Regions from separate parts of the Astyanax mexicanus genome. Here region 2 is linked to region 1. A link is a contact called in public Hi-C data. All regions are on one chromosome and are shown on one strand. The core of a region is the stretch at or near the end of the contact, and the rest is flanking DNA. Distances in the headings are between cores, read along the strand shown.

Region 1 (5,593 bases), core at 1,518-4,017:
TGAGGTGTTATCTTGTGAACTATGGGATATGAATATGTTGGAGTGAGCTCTTTTAGTGTGTGCAAATGGATGGCTCAATCCTTCCATTTCTTAGGTTGTGTGGGTTTTTACATACAATAATCCACATTGGCACATGTGTACTGGGAAAACACCATACCACTCACAGTGGACAGTGCCGTGGTTGATAATGATCATGATCTTGCAGCTTTTGGTTAAAACTGTCTGTGTGAACAGACAAGTAACAAAAACAGGCATGTATTTGCTGGAAAATATCAGGTTAAGCAGCTATGGCCTAAATGTTAGATTCTAGTCTGTTCTAGGTCCTATGTGCAGTGTACAACCCAGACAACGCCCATGTTTACCCCTTCTGGTCCCACCACTGACCCTTGCCCATCACTCACTTTTATTTGTGGGGACAAAACTTTCTGGTCCCCTGTTTGGTTACATGCTATGAAAAAGAACAAATGAAAATCTGACATTGACTTTAAACCGTAGTTCAACAGAATTATTTAAAAAAGTAAACTTATTAAACAGGCCTAAACAAAAATGAGGTTACCCTTTAAAATATTGGACCAAAGTGGACTTAATATGAGATGACCAAGGAGGACATCACTGTTGAAAACAAAACATAAAAAAGCCAGACAGGAATTTGCCAAACTACATGTTGGCAATGACTAAGAGTAAAACATTGGACTAACATTGGGCCATAATATCTGCTGAGAGGTGCAGAAGTCTCATTGACAATTACAGGAATCATTTGATTGCAGCGTTAAGTTAAGGGTAACATCATTTCTGTCCAGGCCAGTTTCATTTGTTTAATATATATAATTCTGTTAAAGCATGGTTGAAAAGCAATGTTTGACCTTCATTTGTTAATTTTCATAGCATTTTTATTTATTATTACTTTTGTCAGATTTAAGTTATTTCTGTGACTATTTCTGTGACAGTTTTTCTTTCATTAACCACGCATAAGGCATGTTATCTGGGGCAGGGTTGGGACTGGAAGGTTACTGGTTCAACTGGCGCTACTGGTCTGGTAAACTTATAAAATCTGCAGGCAATCAAATATTTTTTCCCAACTGTATATTGTTCAAGAACTTGATAATGTAAATATTGTGACATTGCTAAATATTTCTAACATAAGACTGACAGCGTTGTGACAAATGACGTGCTGGCCCATCAAAGCAAACAGTCTGACATCATGTAGCATCAATGGGCTCGGTCCTGGTGTGGTCCATTAATGTTTTGGAAACGCTTCCACTTATCCCACCAAACAGATGTCAGTGCCAGTCTCCTGCCTGCCCACCCGCACGTCGTGGGCACACCCTGCGATGACAGCACTTGCTTTCCTGGCTCATTTGATTTTGTTGCAGGGCAGAGGCAGATGGAAACTCACACAGTGTTCTCTCCATGTTATTGGAGAGATAGAAGAGGCAGTGTGTGGGTGACACGGCCTACCCTCTTCCGGACTGAAGCAAAACATTAAAAACAATGCTCTCAGCACACCTACTGTATGACTTCATCTGGAATGAGGAACATGGTTACATGGTAATACATTTTACTGCCCTCTTTGGAAGGAGATTAAATGCTTTATATGTTTCCATTACCTCTTGAGACCTAGAAAAAAGGTCTTGATATTTAGATTTTTTTTAACTATTAAATGAACTATAAAATAATAATTTAAGTAATTCTCATTAGAAAGAGCTTTAAATCCCCAAATCTTATGGACTTTTAGGGCCAATTTATACTCCTGTGTCACACGTATGCCATAGCATACACTGTAGGCTGACATACACCTCCCCAGAATTGTAGCTATGCATAAGAGAAGCCTCTTGCTGCAGCCTGTAGATAAGCGGGGATATCCAACCTTTCCTTCCTACAGGCTGCAGCGAGACATACTTGACACATTATGTTGATGAAGAAAGCAACTGTTATTGGTCAGCTGCCTTTTATCCCTATTTTTCCTTTGCTGTCATTTTTAAAATTATTAAATCATCAATAGTTCAAGTGAAGGAGAGGCAGGGGAAGTACATATGCGTTGCAGGTATTTTAGCAAAAGTATCTGTTGTTTAACAGCTATTTGCCTGAACTGAGACAGAGTCTGTTCAGTTGCTGGAAAAGTCCTTATAGGCAAGTCAGTTTAGCAGCCATCTTTGCAAAGCAACTATTTGTTTCAGACTGTATAGACTTGCTCAGACTTCCATTTGTTTGAATTGTTTCAATTAACATTATTTGTAGTGCTCTGAAGAAGTCATCAATGTACCCAAAGGAAGTCAATTCAATGGTACAGAAAATCTAACAAAATTGCAAAAAAAGTCCCTGAGATGTGTTGTCCACACCTCCACAATTAAGGCCTTATTTTCTTGGCATAAATGGTGCTTGAATTATAGACTTATAGGGTCAGACTTCTGTCTACTACACTGGACAATAAAATGCCAGGATACATAAGATGTTAGGAATGTTTACCAATTGAGAATAATAATGTAATAACTGTAATAATATATGCAACTTAATCATAATGTACACACTTTCAAGCCTTTACACACACACAGGCAAATTTCACCTCAATTGTTGACCAGAGCAAATACAGCACTGCTACTGCCACTGCTGTAAGCTGGGCTTCAGGTAACAGGCCATATAAGGCCTTGTTCCGCAGGTGAGAGCAGCAGTTCTGGGACATGAATGAACTTGCTCCTGCTCAGCCTACCTGTGTGTCAGGTACACCTGGTACGCAGGGAAGGTTGGGAAACACATGAATGCGGCCCTTCCGGATGCGTTGAGTCACCCAGCAACCAATCAGTCCAAATAAACCTTCATACCAGTACCTACCTGCTGCTCAGCCCAGGACGAGGTGCAACCTCACTGAGTCTGTGAAAGTAGAGGTAATGGACCAGCAGGTGGCATAGTCACAACTGTCAGCACTGTTACTGTGTGGTTACATCACTGCACAAATCTGCAGAGTGTAAAATAATACAAAAAACTGATTTCATAATAAAAATTCTGTAAATATTGTGTTTTTTCTGCTTAAAATAAAACAAAGGAAAAATACTGGTAATTAAAAAATCCTTATTCACTGAGTTTGGGTTTATAAGGCCAAATGTACAAAAGTACAGAATGCTTTGATTAACTACCCTGCTAAAAAATCCAGTTCAACACCTGCTTATCATCCTCAAAAAAAAAAAAAAAAACATATAAAGATAGACCAGCTCATTAACTAGCTCTTGGCCGGCATAATGTCTTGTGTGAATGACCAGCTGGAATTGGGCTGTTTTTTTTTTTTGTTTTTTTTTTTAGCAGGGTATCTAAACCCAGGTAGTTCAAGTAAAGAGCAACAGATTCATCAACATCAACAACAATGAGTGGAATTTAGCTGGGTAAAATAACCATTGATAGTTACATAACAGTGTGCTTTTTTATAATTTAACACAGTAACTCATTGACACTCATGTCACTAAACAGCAAATCAGTAAATGTGTTAAAATTAATGGTGTCAATCAATTAGAACAAATAATTGGATTAATCACATCAGAATTATGTGATTAATGACAATTAATTGCACCTTTTCTACTTCTTAAGATTTTTAATAATGTACATTCAAATGTAAATACAAGAATCAGAGTTAGCTTGCCAAAACTGAATTACATTTATATTGGTAGTGTTAGTCTCTTAAAAATATTTACACAGATGCCTTGTGATGATCAACCTCACCTTAGGAGTGATGAGGGGAAAGAGTGCCATTTAGGCCAATTGAGCTCTCACAGGGCTCCGATAGCTGATGGCAAGCTGCACGAACGGGAATGGAACCAGCGATCTTCCAGTCATAGTGGCTGCGCTTTATAACGCTGGATGAATAAATGTCAGTATGAATAAAAAGTAACCTACCTTTTGAACTCAGCAGTAGTGACGTTGTGTTTACATTTCTAAGTAAAACACTAATAGTGAGTGAGTGAATTATCGGAGGAGTTTGTCACCAAACTGTTGTGACAAGATGTGATTAACCCTCTCATGCATGAATTATAATAAACTCAGTCAGGATTTTTTTTCTAAGTGTTTTTATACATCCTTAGGGATGTAAAACAAGGTTTGAAAAAAATATATATTCTATCTTTATTCGATAAAGAAATATTTATCTGTCCACTCAAGTGTACTTCATGCATTTTTTGTTGTAAAAAAAACACAAATGTAATTCAGTTATACAGTTGTAATATGTTATTCTATTGGAATAGTGGAACTGAGGAGGATATTGTGACACAAGAAAATGTCTCTGAACCGTAGAACCTTATAGAATCTTGATTGTGACTGGTATTATCATACTGTATTCTTGTCAAGTCTCTGAACTGTTAAGTGAGCATATTCTCTTATAGTATTTTATAGCATGTATCATATTTCCTGTCAAATCATGCTTGTTGCTAATTTCTGAGACTATTTTCTATGATGGTTGCCAAAGCATACAGGGCACAAAGCTACAAGACACTGCATGCAGATGTACTTGGTTCTTCGTGTGCTGGCATTTTATACTTTCTTGAGCTGGGGCCAGTGGTTTCCAGGGGCATACTGGATATTGGGGTGCCCTTAGTTTCAACAGCCTCATCTCCTTCATCTCCGTTCCTCAGCCTCAACTCCCTCAGTAACATTTCCAGACTCACCTTCACTATCACTGCTTGACCCTACTTCTCTGCTTGCAACTGTCTGTACTGGCAGACATTCCTCAATTAAAGAAGTTGATTTACAGCCAAAACATTAAACAATATGAATTATTTTAAAAACAACACTGGAAGTAATTGACATTGCATTAAAGTTGAAAAATAGCTAATGATGCATGATGTACAATTAAGTGGACAGATGATTAATCTACAATTCCCTCCAATATAAAATCAAAATTTCGAAAATCTTTACATAATATGTCACCTTAGATGTTACTTGATGTAATTATATATTTTTTTACCTGCGGTGATGTAATTTTATAAAAGGTAGAAACAAAAATAGCCAAGGTGTTTGGTGGTTTTCCCTGTCTGCTGGCCATCTTGATTTCATTGACTTCTTTTTCCCATTACAATGACCAACCAATGGGATTTTTTTGTATAGGATGATGCAATAGCTTCCACTACAGTGGACTATATGCAGCAGTGCCCAAAATTGCAAGCATATTTAAAGAAAAAAAAAATTTAAACAGCTGTACACTGTAGTGACCTCTATGCATGAAAGGGTTAATTTTCATAAAAAATGTTAACTATGTTAACACATTAACATAGACAGCCTCTAGCCCGACGCTACCAATCACCATCATCTCCACTCACTGCACTGGATGTCCATTGTTGGTGGTAATTTAACTTTTTATGTTGTATTCCTGATACACGTGTGACACTGGGGATACAGGAATGTTAAATAGAGCACCCACAGCACAACTTCAGAACCGGCGCATCTCATCCATTAGCACCACTATCAGACCTTACCCCAACTCCCATAATTCACTGGTCAGTGTTCAACCAACTTTATTCACAAGAGAACACCTCAGAACATATATTGGTGTGAGTGTTCTCGAAACATCCCCTGAGGTAAATCTTCATTATAAATTTACATCCTGCTATCATAT
Region 2 (5,577 bases), core at 2,382-4,881, 62 kb after region 1:
GAACATAGCACTAAGCGTACCGATGCACACATATGGGCCGTGGCATTGCCTAGAGAGTGTGTGTTACAGCTGTGTATTGGCAAGAATGTTATATATGGAATATATTATTCCGAAAACATATTGCGACACTGTAAGCAAGGTGATACATTGCAATGGTTTAAATAACGTAAAAAAACTGTAAACTGTAAGAAAACTCTTAATAATATTATCATATTTATGAAATCTGTGATTATTACGTTATCTCCCACCTTACTGACGATATAGGACAAGACTTCAGTTATGCCCCAATCATTTTTGCTGACCTCTGTGTGTATTGCCCATTGCCAGTATCGCAATACTGTGATTCTGTCATATTCAATTATTGAGGAAGATAAAATACCCTTAATAAGTAAACACCAAAAATTATTGATTTATTGGTGTTTGTTTCACAGAATTTAACAAATAAAACTATTTAACACAAACAAAAAGATGCAATATATATTGTGGTATTGATATTTTGTTATTGTCATTATATGTGGCATTATAGTGACAGGTCTATTTACAGTATATGTAAACTTCTAATTAAAAATTTATAATGTGCTTTAAAAAAAACGATATAGTATTGCATCACAAAATATCGTGATACATCTATATCTATTAATATTTCCATACACCCTTAGTGTGTAGTGGATGTGTGGTTGGTGTGTTTGCTTACCATGATCTGCTCCTTAGTGGTGCGGGGATACCTCGAGTTTAATCTTTTCCTCATTCTCTACATCATACGTGCCTCTCTTGTGAAATCTGTGGAGATATAAAACAAAGTCATATTAACCACTTTGAATCACAGGGATTGCTATTACTCAGTTATTATTCAGGTACTACTCATCCAACTTCAACAAGAGGCATTGTAGTGGCCCGTTCTACCGTAGAAAGTAGATGTAAGTGCTGAAGAACTGACCTGAGAGCCAAAAGGAGCCCAATGATGGTGAGACACAGTGAGGACAGCACCACGGCCACCACGGCGAGCGCTGTTGTGCGGTTGTACCCTTCCTCAGGGGTCCATACAGGCAGCGAGAAGGAGTGACACCTCTCCCCTGAGTAACCTGGGTTACATCTGCACAGAGAGGGGACAGGTTCTATGGTCAGGCTTTAGAAGAATTGAAGAATTCTGATCATCATATGAAATGAGAAGAATCATAGTTGATAGCAAGAACTTCTATGTTAACAGGTAACCTGACCAATACAAAAAGGTCCAAAATCCGATTTTAAGTTACAAGATCCTCAAAAGAAATTTGTTTAGTTTCTCAATTTGAAAATGTAGAAGAAGAACCCCTAAGGTGCTTAGAACTTTTTTCTTGAAGGTCCCTAAAAGCATCTCAATGGGTTGCTCCACAGTTTTAAATCAAATAACCTCCAAAAGTTTATGGTAACCTGTTAACTTCCTCTTAACAGTTTGGTAGAGTTTTTGATGAACTAATCTATAAAACAGACAGTTCATCAAGCACCTTAATGGGTTCCTCCAAAGTTTCAAACAGAAGAACTCACAACATACTTATACTTTTAACAGTGTACAGTAAAAATTGTCATTTTTGTTTAGTATATTCTCTTCTAAGAAGTACTCACATGCATGAAGGACCAATCTTCCTTAAGTACTGGCATGTTCCATGGATGCAGAAGTCCTTATATTTCTTCAGGCACGGATTCCTTTTCTTGCCTTTTCCCTTTTTCTGGCTTTTCTTTTTCTTCTCCTCAGTCAGGACTGTGCTTGGGTCTTTAGGTTTGCTTGAAAATGCAACTGCAGGAGGAAAAAAGAATGTACAGTTGACATAAGCTGGTATTCTGCAAAACTGACAACTAATCCTCTCTAATGACTAATTTATGATCAATATCCATTTTTTTTATTGTTTAAATTACCTCTGGGCATCTCATCATCTCCCGACAGCTCGTACTCGTCTATGTCGTCATCATAGTAATACTCCTCTCCTTCCTCCAGTGAGGAATCCACGTGCCTGTTCTCTTCAACAGGTCCTTTCTCGTCCTGCGCCTCAGACGTTCGTAACAGGTGAATCACCGTGACCTGTGCAGGTTTCTCACTCTCATACCTGTCGATGGATGCGCTGCTAACCAGCGTGAAGGCCACTGAGGGGACAAGAGACAGGAAAAGGAAATCATGACATCAGAACTTATAGAGTATGAATAGAGTTCATGTAGAGTGAAAGCTTTGTTGACTTATGGGCTACGCAATCATCACAAACCAGTTTGTTCAGCACCATTAAAAAATTTGGTTATGTTGGAATGCAGCAATGTGGAAATTGTGGGCTGCTATGCAATATTTGTTTTTTTCTTTTGCTGATACTGACACATAAAGTATAAATGTTATATAAACAGAATAAATCTTTTATATATATATATTTGTAGATTGTTCATTCCATCGCACTCACACTCGAAAATTTTGTATCTCCTTCTTTACGTTTTTTCTTTTTATTCATCTATTATGAATTTGACAGCCGTGTGCAAAAATATCATGATGAATGGACCAATAAAAATACTCCAAAATTACTTGGAATATTTTTTTGTGTTTTTTTAACATTGACTTCCATTTATAAAGTTAGAAAGTTGATATTTTGTAGAAAAGTAAAATATTGTATATTAAATAAAATGCTAAACATTTAACACAGTAGCTCATTCAGAGAGAATAAACTTAGTTTAGTATTTTAAATTACTCAACATAGAATATAGGTCTAATTTAAAGTGATTCAGTTAAATTATATAATATTTGTCTGTTCATATAAATACATTTCCAGTTTTATTGTGCTTTATATCAGTTAAAGGTACGATATAAGTTTATAAAGCTTCTAAATGCAATCGCCATGGCTATTGCAAAGGCAAGTAGGGCTTTATGGTGACTTATGCAACAGGCAATGTGCCAAATACAAATGCCAAAAGCCAGTTTTGTTTAGTTTTGTTTATTATTAATATTTAATTGTTTGTTAAATGTCTTTGTAGTTAGCTTAAAAATGATTTCTTTTTATTCTGTTAGCTTAAATAGAGTGTGTGGAGCCCTAGAAGGCACTGGGCCAGATATTTAAAAAAGCTTGCATGCACAGACACTGATCTAATGCATGAACACACGGGTCAAAAATAAACAGATCATGTTACATAAAGAATATTCTTAAATAAGCTGCTGACCAGCTGAACCACATTGTTGCCCTCTAAGAAAAGAAGGGGGCCAGTTTTAGCAGTAAAAATGTACTGCTGTAGTGACCTGACTGGAAGTGTAGAGGAGTGAAATGAACAATATCTACTTTTCAGGAGTAATATGTCCGTTCACACACGCTGAAATACTGCGAATTATAAACTGAATTAACGCATAAATGGAGTGTGAAGTACTTCTGTATACTCACCCAAAACCTGCGCCAGTAGAACCACTGCAGGAAACTTCATAATGTCCAACTTATTGAAGAACAAATGAGAGAAAATCCTTTAAATCGAGTTAAAACTTCTTTACGTAGGAAGATATTCCACACAGGCAGTCCTGACTTTAATCCGGAATTTTTTCCAACCAGTTCGGAGCAGACAGACAGCCAGACAGGCAGGCAGACAGACTGACAGACGGAGAGGCGCGACAGAAACTCTGCGCTGGTGAAGCGCAAGCATTTAAATACAGCCAGACCCACAGACGGTCAGAGCCCCGCCCACACACTGCCAGAGCCCCGCCCTCTCTGTGTGTGTCTGCCGGTGGTGGAGGAAGTATCCAAATCTTGTAGCTATTTAGTTAAATAGATAAATCCAAGGATAACTGGATCTGCCTGACAGGGTGTCGTCTATCATATCAGAAGAAATAGAATCATTTAGATTCATATTAGACACACAAACTATTTTGCAAAAACTGTTGGAAGCACATTTTTACATTATTTTATGAAACATGCCTCCCACAGCTACATTCTCTGTTATCTGGTCTAATTTAAAAACGCTAAAAGCGGGAAGCTACTCAACACTCATTATGGATTTTTCAGGGCACTTACTCAATCTACTCTGGGCATTTAAATTTAATTTACTTCATTTTCCTCATTTAATGACAGACCAATGGCACCACAGGTAGCCTCTCTCTCCCAGTTAAGGATGATCAGACTTTAGCGTTCTAACTTAAAAAAACATCAGACAATAACAGTATAGTGCTGTTTTATTGTGCACGTGTGTGCATGCGTAAAGTGAGAAATAGAACCGTATCGTTGGCAAGAGAAGACTGCTGTATTTTCATTCTTTAAATTCTGCTAAATGGTGTTCTTCAGTTATTTGTTTCATTTTGAAAGATTCAAAAAACACTATTATATAAATTATCCAATTATATCCTATTAGTCCTACCTATTACTAGCAATTACTTCAATTACTACTCTAGGAGGGTGCAGACTAGAACATGCCTTCATCAATACATATGAAGCCATATTATTCATATTATCACCACCTTTTATTCAAGGGCTGCCTATGCAGTCACAAATTACATTTATTTTGTTTACTACTATTTTGTTTTGTTTACTAGTGGTGTCAGTTAGACCAACCAAAAAGTCTTCAATATGTCCAAAAGTCTGTAAACACCTACTGAAACAAAAGTTCTTCTGACATCAGTGGTAGATACATAAAGTCTTTATACTCATCCACAAAATTATTGGATGGAGCTCCATCATTCCAGAGAACACAGGTTTTATAACTTCTGCCAATGCTTGGTATTTACAAGTTGACTTTTATCCATCATGATCCAGAGCATCCCATTATAAAGGTGATACAATCAAGAGCATGCAAAACGTCAACCACTTCAACTCATTTTACGAAGTACTGGATGGAGACCATCATCATTCCAGAGACCATCATCATCCCAATTTCATTGTTTTACAGTTCAATACTGGGGGCTTTATACCCTGCTACAGTCACTTCAGGCTCATGTGTCACTGTCCAATTTTATTGGCAATACTTTCCTATAAATGTAAAACAAGCTGTGTGTGAAAGTGTATGTAATAAAAAATACACTTCATGGACAGAAGTATTGAGACATATGAGCAATCATCGTTTCTTCTGAAAACAAGAGTATTTAATATAACTTGTTGGAGCAACTGTCTCTACAGTCCAGGCAAGACATTCTGTTAACTTACTAAGGTCAGGATGCTGGATAATCAAAAGTATGGTAGTGAGCTGCAAATGAAGGAATACTGCCATCTAGTGAAATTTATCATGACTTTCCACCCTTTCTCATAGATCTATTATTACTGTATATTCTGTCGTAAACCAATCAGGCTTGATAGTTATTGAACATCCAGAATGAATACAAGAATCTTTGTGTATCTAGCTAAATAAAGAAATGTTTGAACAGTGAATTCCCATTCTCCAGCAATAGTGACTCTGTTTGGCTGAGTAAAGGTGAGGTTTGGTACATTATCCCAACAAACTCTGAAGGCCACCATGTTGCTGCCTAAAAAACAAAGATCTCTGACGTTGTTCTGTGGAATATGCCACCATGATGTTGACAGCAGATTCTTAAAAGCAGCATTTATAGCATTTCTATTTTTAAATAATAGCTCCAAAATTATTGTGCTGTTCTATTCA

Evidence for each region. A called contact is a pair of places that touch in the nucleus more often than the background predicts.
Region 2: a Hi-C map of muscle shows a contact between it and region 1, with 20 times the contacts expected there. The contact joins the promoter of hbegfa here to the enhancer-like site in region 1. A contact is called at or near these places in 2 of 3 Hi-C or Micro-C datasets (both in muscle).

The regions. Positions count from the first base shown.
Region 1 is chr10:28,043,219-28,048,811 of AstMex3_surface, forward strand. No RefSeq gene overlaps it. Among protein-coding and RNA genes, the nearest start is that of si:ch73-43g23.1, 15 kb to the left of the region's middle. Within about 2 kb of position 2,768, the one cell type or tissue checked has an H3K27ac peak away from gene starts, as active enhancers do.
Region 2 is chr10:28,104,274-28,109,850 of AstMex3_surface, forward strand. hbegfa (heparin-binding EGF-like growth factor a) reads right to left here and starts at 3,632. Exons shown (of 6, transcript XM_007229887.4): 1 at 3,384-3,632; 2 at 1,894-2,118; 3 at 1,603-1,774; 4 at 938-1,093; 5 at 695-780. The coding sequence starts at 3,423. The coding sequence ends at 708.